2 separate regions of the Mus musculus genome follow, and region 1 is linked to region 2. Evidence: chromatin contacts called from public HiChIP or PLAC-seq data. All regions are on one chromosome and are shown on one strand. The core of a region is the stretch at or near the end of the contact, and the rest is flanking DNA. Distances in the headings are between cores, read along the strand shown.

Region 1 (3,929 bases), core at 336-2,835, 230 kb before region 2:
AGAATTCTCATAGATTGAATCTTCTTTTGTGGTGTGAGGTGCTAATGCGATCCTACAAATTTCTCTTAGGACAATAATTCTACTAGTGAGGGTAGGATATATCACCTTCCAAGAGGCACAAATCTCAATTCTGTTGAATAGAAAATCAATGTCAACAAATGGATTTTGAGGTGGAACAGTACTCAGACCATAGCACTCATAGAAGAGAGAAGGGCACAGGGTGGAGTGGTGGGAGGCATGGGACCTGCAGCAGAGGAATGTGGCTTGGAGTCTCTGGCCTGCCACTCATGGGTGGCCTTGAGCAGATGGTTTTAGTTCTCCAATATTCAGATTTTTTTTTTAAAATCTAAATGTTGATAGTGTAGAGGTTATAGGTGACATGATATCTACAAAAGCACTTAGCACAACAGCTCATACGGAGCCAAGGATTAATAAATAGATTTTTGAACATTATTATTATGAGGCTTAGCAATTCTAAAACAACAAAGCAAAGGACGTTTACAGAAGTTCAAAGAATGGTTGGTAAATGTCATGAAGGGGAGATCTGCAATTGGCATGGAAAGACAGCTGAGGATCACGGTTCTGAGAAGTCAGAAGGTTGGAGGAAGTCTAGGGAGGACAAGAACCAAGCTCAGGGGACAGGCAGGGACACCAGGCTGGGCAGGCTGATGTGAAAGATTTCCTGGAATAATGCTGACAGTCATAAGGAAAGCGTGAACAAGGCTCCTACTGTGGAGAGGGCGAGTGCTCTCTTCAGTAATAGGATGAGACAAGAAAGGATGCTTTAAAAATTAGTAACCAACGTTCTAAGACAAATTGCAAAATAAGTGCAAGCAATCAGAGGCCACAGGTCAGCATTGCTGCAGATGGGCCCGCTGATATGCCCCTGGTGGAAGGCAGCTTGGCTTTCCGGAGAGCACTTTGATTGCAATTGATAACAATCATTAATTTCTCTTCAAAGTACTGATCCTGGAGCACATTCATTTATAATCAAAGAGGCATAAAGAATTATGTGCATTAAACAACCCCAAACACTTGGATACAACTCAAATGTTCACTGATGATGGAATTCTGGAATATTCTAAGCACCAATACGCCCATATTGTGGGTTTTTTTTTTCAGCATTTCAATATACTGAGGTAAATTTACATGGCTGATGTGGTACTATATGTAAAAGAAGTTGGTTGGTGAGAAGTTGAGAGTTGGCAAAAGTTGTAACAGTAAATTTGAGAACTCTATGTGTGTTTCCTAATGCACAGCAAAAGATCAGGAAGAAGACAAATCTAACTTTTCATGGTTGTCTCTGGAAAGAGGGAAATGGGGAGGAAGGTGTTCATACCTGGTAGGAAATAGGCCCAAACCATGAATAAAATATTTTCAAAGGAGACATTCAAATTATTAGAAGGAAAAAAAAAAAAAAAAGACCCACCAGTTAAAAGAAATGGAAACACATAACACATACAAATTTTTTACTTGCTAGACTGAATAGATTTTTCTTTTAAACAAAGACAGCGATGCCTGTATTGGGTCGAAGTTAGTACTTGTTAGCACAGTCTGGAGGAGGGTGTTTTAAGGAACAATTTGCAGCAAGCATCACACCCTGCCTCAGCAAATTTACTCTCAGGAATATCTCCTAAGGAAATGTGCCAGCTTAGTCCTCTCTCACCCACTTCAACGGTGCTTACAGTGGGAAAACAATACAATACAGAAGAACCCCAAAGAAACCAAAGTAGCAGCCCAAACCCACAAGCAAACGCCCAGCCCTGCTCTAGAAGTCTGTTTGAAAGGATGGTAGAGGCACACACAGATGCCAAGCAGCCATTCAGAAGGGTGGGGTGCTCCGCTTACTGACCTGGAAGCACACCAGCAAACGCATTCGAGGAGAAAGATACTGGAGAACAACCACAACGAACGCTCTGTTTTGAAGATACCTGTGTAGATAAGAGGAGTTCTGGGAGCTTGACCGCCAAGTGATGTGTCTAGGTTCCTTCATTCTGCTCGCTTTTATTTGCTCAGTCTTCTAGATCAAACACGGGTCACTAGGAGAAATAAACTGAATGCTCTAAAATGTTGAGAGAATTCATCGTAGGAGCAATAGACGAAGGTTACTTCCAGTTTTGCCATGATCCGGAGAGAGTGAAGATGACTTAGATCCACTCAGGGTGTCTATGTCTCACTGCGTATTAGAAGCATCTAGGCTGGCACCAAAATACAGAGGAGACCTTTCTGGGCAGGGTGTTTGTTGGTGCTGGTCTATTGTATCTGCTGGCACGTGGCAGATACACTGAACACTGGTAACCAGACATGGGCTCAGCACTCTAGGGACCAGAGTGGACTGTGGAGAGAAAGCTGTTTGGGGTTCAGATTGTGTTTCAAGAGTGAGATTTCTAAAAACAAACAAAAAATGAGAACAGTTTAACATTCTGTCCTACTTACCATGAACTCAAAACCTGACATACCCTGTAATCATCTGAAAAAGAGTCTCAGTTGAGTAACCATCTTTTATCAGATTCGTCTGTGGGCCTGTCTGTGAGGGATTGTCCTGAGTGTCTTAATTGACAGAGGGGGGCGCCCACCCACTGTGAGTCATCGTGGTCTTTCCCCTCCACGGTGGTCCAGCCAGGGCTGTGTAAGAAAGCTGGTCAAGAATGAGCCAGGATGTCAGACAACAGGTAGTGTTTCTCCATTTTTTTCTGATCTAGATTCTTGCCTTGAGTTCCTGTTCTAACTTCCTTGGTGATGACCTATGTCCTCTCCTCTCCAAGTCACTTCTGCTCGGAGTATTCTATCACAGCAATAGAAAGGAAACTAAATACAGTCCCATGGAGTTGACTTTGGTGAGCTTTCCTTCAGCATGTATAGCTCTCAAGCCCAAAGTGCTTCGCTGAGCAGGAGAATGATGGCGTCTGTGGCTACATTGCTCAAATGGAGGCACTTCTAGCATATTCTGAATGCTGAGATGCTACAGGAGAAAGCAACCCATCTCCTCAAAGCCCCAGGGGTGAGTTAGTGCTTGGGAGCACTGCCTAGGCAGCCAGTTATAACACTACAAAGAAAGGATGGCATTTCCCACTTGAGTGAGCAGAATGGTGATTTCTACTGTGACTGTGGCGGTTTTCATGAGAATGGTCCCTGCAGGCTCATTTGTTTGAATACCTGGTCCCCAGTTGGTGTAACTGTTTGGGAAGGACTAGGAGGTGTGGCCTTGTTGGAGGAGGTGTGGCCTCGTTGGGGGAAGTGTGTCATTGGAGATGAGCTTTGAGGTTTCAGAAGATTCTCACCATTCCCAGTCTCTCCCTCTCTGCCTCTTACTCGGGTATAAGCTGGTCATGGTGTCTTATCACAGCAATAGGAAATCACCGAGGTAGAGAGTCTTTGGAGGAGTGCTTTGGTTTTAAGGCCTATTGACGCTTGCTGTTTTATTACGAGCCATATCCTAAGTGGGTGGGAGCTGACATCCCGATAATTCAGCATACCACAATAATTTCCCTTAAGGTTTTAAAAATTATGATTTGCTTTTAATTGCTACCCGTCTTCCTAAGTTTTACTCAAACAGGAAGGAAAAATTCCACATAGTCTCAGCAGGCTTTGATGCCAGAGGTTGTTAGGGCAGTTTGGGGAGAGCTCTTAAAAGGTGTCAGGTAAATACGGATGAATTTCTTCAGTACACTGTGTGCATTGATATTTCTATTCTAGATCACACCAGAGGGACTTTGAATAGCTGGGGAGGAATTCTATTGGATTTTGGCTGGGGTGGGGGTGGGGTTGATACTTCTCACTTCTTATTGGCTAAGGAAAAAAAAAATCAATGAAGCCATTATAAACAATATCAAAATATCAACCATATCTTCCATAATTAGGCACTCCTTTAAAAATAAAAGTTACCCAATCTCTCCTTTGCTTGTCTTTGACTTCATCCCAACACCGGT
Region 2 (3,677 bases), core at 1,161-3,660:
TTCTCTGAGTCCTGTTCTTAATGAGATTATTAACAGTGACCACAAGGAACTCTGAATTTGCCTACGGGATGTGATTTTTATCTCTTGCTTACTATGCTACAAGGCTCCTACATCTTACTCAGTGTCAAGAAACCAGGCCTCCTGACCAACAATGTCCCAGTAATCTAGGATTTGACATTGGTTGATTCCATTTCTACCATCGTCTTGGGCAGAAGGCCAGAAACTGGCATTTTCTTGCCCAAGTTCAGAAGAACCCTTTTGGTTCTCAGTTGGATTTTCTCCCAAGAACTTAGTTCTGGTTGTCTCTGAATGACAAGAGCTGGTGGTCTGCATTGGCTTCAGAGCACATCTTTCAAGCCACATGTCTGCTCTGTGTGGCACCACAGTCTGTTACCCATGCTGTCCCGCCCCACTATGGTCTATGGTTTCTTCTTTAACTATGGTCCACGAAGGTTCCCTTTATCCCATTTGGATTAATAAGGATTTAAAAACAGTTCTTAAAAGCAGCCCTGTTGTTTGCTAATTTACAGTGCTGGGGTTGAGCCCAGGGTCTCCTGCCTATGAGGCAAGTTTCTGCTAAGCTACTTAGCCCTTAAAGTGGTTTGATACCTGAAGATTAGAGTGGAGTCCCCACAGAACCTCAGCCCATTGTCTTGGCTGAAAGCCCTCCTTTGCTAGTAAGGGACAACAGATCTGGGTTTCAGATCTAGATATGCTACATCTGAAATTATGCATAATGGTTTCTTTTGTTACAGCACATTTCTTCCAGAACCACTCTATAAACCACCCTTATCCAAAGTGAGTTCCAACAAATGGGAGATAGAGGCAAGCTTGCAGAATTACTAGCTGCAAAGTCACTGTCTGATAAAGCTACACACTGGAGAAGGTTTGCAAAAATGGAGCGAAGCCCTGAGGTGCTGGGATATCCAGGGCCTGCTCCCGACCACCTGAACTCCTCTCTGGAGTCAGATCGACCCTCACAGAACCCCCCCTGTGTGTAGAGGGGTCTGGTCCCACTTGGCACGTCCCACGCTGTTCTCGGCCATTGCAGGAAGGAAGGGCAGACACTCTTCATTTCCATGTCTTCTTATGCTCACACCCACCTGCCTGCTCCCACGCCCAATGTGAGGCCAGCAAGCCAATGCTGAGAACACGAGTCTTTAGATCAAGAAGGGAGTTGTGGAAACTAGCATGTTTTGAGAGGTTGGCAGAAGAACTAAGGAGGACCCTAAGTGCTCCAAGAAAAAGAGAACTTTTGACTCCACACTGCTGTGAGCCTCAGATAGGTTGCCATGTTTGTTTTATGCAGACCTTCCACGCACCAGCCATTGCTTTCCTATGTTCTCCTTTCCCCTAATGCTAACTGCTACTATGCAAGTGTTGAGTATTGATTGACTATTGACTATACTCTAACAAGTTAGTTAACTGACTCGCCTGGAAAATGGAGTGTTTGGTTGGCTAAGTTTCCTGTTTTGAAATAATACAGGTTAGAACCTTCCTTTGAAGTTCTTTTTTATGCATGTGTAGATAGGCTGGTTAGCTTAACAAGCACGTGTCAAGTACAAAATTGTCAGAGCAGGGACAAGGACACAAGCTTGAGTCCTCACCAAGTTCCCACATCTTGCTGCCTGTGTGATCTCAGGGCAGTTACCTAACCCTTGAACCTCAGTTCCACCATCTGGAGATTGGGCGTAATAAACCCCACTATCTGGTACTGTTGTGAGGATGATATGCGATCATGGATGAGAAGTCCTTGGCACAGGTCCCATTGGGGAGCTCGCACTTCACAACTCGCTCCCATTATTGCTATTAACATTGTGAAACTGAAACTGTCTTGGGCTCTCACGGCATGACAGATCCAGGATGGACTCACAGCAACCCACGGCCCAAGTCATTTGGCAAAGGTGTGGCTGGAAAGAGAAAGCAATTATTGGCTTGTGGTTTTGCCCAAGAGAAAACAGATAAATACAAACTGGGGCCTGGGCACCTGGGCTGTTGGTTGCGCTGTGTTTGAGTCTGTGCCCTGATGTGGCTGTGGTTATTCGTGGACAGAGAATTCCTTGTCCCTATCAGATATACATACTCGAGAGGTTCAATTTAAGAGCCACCCACTCTCTGGACTGGCTGTTGTAATCCAACAGCTGGAGCCAAGATTGTCTTTCTGAGTGATTATATCCTGGGAGGGAGAATCATGGCCCGGAGTCCAGCTAAGGAGATTTAGAGACCCTTGTCATCTAGAGAATTCCAGCTAATGAACCCTCATGCAGCAGGAAGTAATTTCGGTAGACATTCATTCTTTAGAAACGCCACCCCCTCGCCTGGCCTCTGCAGGCCACCCTCTAGAGCCCCTCTCTGGTTTCCCACACACAGTGTTTCTTCCTCTGGGCACCACTTCTCAGGAGACTGGGGGTGGGGTTGGGGGGAGAGACTGGTCTTCCAAGGTTACCGAACTTATCTCTTTTCCCTCGCTATGCAAACAACTGTGTGAAGGCCACCCAGATTCTGCAATTAAAAACTCACAGACAAGGGTACAGGCCAAGGCTGTTTCATATTCTGCCAAGCCAGGGCTCAAGTTGCCTCTGTGGGAGAACGCCCCAGCCATTAGGAACCAAGCCTGCCTGGCCCGGGAACTAGACACTAAGGTCCTCGTCACTTCTCTCGCCTCTGAGCAGTGCTCTGGACCCAGGCAGTGTCTGCTTGAGAAGCACAAGTGGAAAGAGCTTTGGCATTAACAACAGAGACCTACACAGAAAAACCCAATGGCTGTGGTTCTCAGGATACCGCCTGGACCAGTAGCCACCATATTACCTGGGAAACTGTTAGAAGTACAAACACTTGGTGCTCACCCCTCTTCTACCTACTGATTCAGAAACTCTGAGAAGAGATGCAGCAAGCTTCTAAAATCCTTCTTGTTTTTAAACCAGGTGCTGAAAAACTCTGAGAAGTGCTGGTAGTAGAGATGAAGGGAACCATTACAAGGTCAGATTTTAAGAGAACCTAAGATATGTTAATCAGGCATGCTTGTCTCCATTTGTCTCCTGATGTCTGCCTCATGACCTCAGAAAGGAAGGGCAAAACCAGGCATGGTGGCACATGCCTTTAATCTCAGCATTTGGGAGGCAGAGGCAGGTGGAACCCTGTGAGTTCAAAGCCAACCTGGTTGGTGTTCAAGAAAGAATCCCAGGACAGTCAAGAGTTACACAGTGAGATCTAGTGAGACCCTGTCCTCTGGAGTTGAGGAGAGAAGGGGGAGGAGGAGGAGGAGGGGGAGGGGGAGGGGGAGGGGGAGGGGGAGGGAGGAGAGGGTAAGGGAAAGAAGAGGAAAGAGAAGAAGAAGAGGAGGAGGAAAGCGAAGAAGAGGGAGCTGGTGAGATGGCTCAGTGGGTAAGAGCACCCGACTGCTCTTCCCAAGGTCTGGAGTTCAAATCCCAGCAACCACATGGTGGCTCACAACCATCTGTAACAAGATCTGATGCCCTCTTCTGGAGTGTCTGAAGACAGCTACAGTGTATTTACATATAATAAATAAATAAATCTTTTAAAAAAAAAGAGAATAAGAGGAGGAAGTGGGGGAGAGGGAGGGGAAAGGAAGGGAAGGGAAATGAAAGTGTAGAGGTACGCTGAAGGCTAGACAGAATAAATATTCAAGAGAAACATACCTAGGCCTATATGAATGA

What was found. HiChIP or PLAC-seq counts read pairs in DNA pulled down with a chosen protein or histone mark.
Region 1: a contact with region 2 is called in an H3K27ac HiChIP or PLAC-seq map of embryonic stem cells, with 2.9 times the contacts expected there. The contact joins two enhancer-like sites. A contact is called at or near these places in 2 of 484 Hi-C or Micro-C datasets (natural killer cells and nephron progenitors), 2 of 115 datasets of contacts at active chromatin or transcription factors (embryonic stem cells and fibro-adipogenic progenitors) and 1 of 9 other capture datasets (embryonic stem cells).

Annotation. Positions count from the first base shown.
Region 1 is chr13:97,843,062-97,846,990 of GRCm38.p6, reverse strand. No RefSeq gene overlaps it. Among named protein-coding and RNA genes, the nearest start is that of Gm41031, 19 kb to the right of the region's middle. Within about 2 kb of position 1,585, at least 6 of the 459 cell types and tissues checked have an H3K27ac peak or open chromatin away from gene starts, as enhancers often do. A contact at or near this core is called in embryonic stem cells, where this site is marked.
Region 2 is chr13:97,616,509-97,620,185 of GRCm38.p6, reverse strand. It overlaps Gm34087 (a long non-coding RNA gene), which reads left to right. Exons shown (of 5, transcript XR_873831.2): 2 at 2,925-2,979. Among named protein-coding and RNA genes, the nearest start is that of Gm34087, 4.4 kb to the left of the region's middle. Within about 2 kb of position 2,410, at least 39 of the 459 cell types and tissues checked have an H3K27ac peak or open chromatin away from gene starts, as enhancers often do. A contact at or near this core is called in embryonic stem cells, where this site is marked.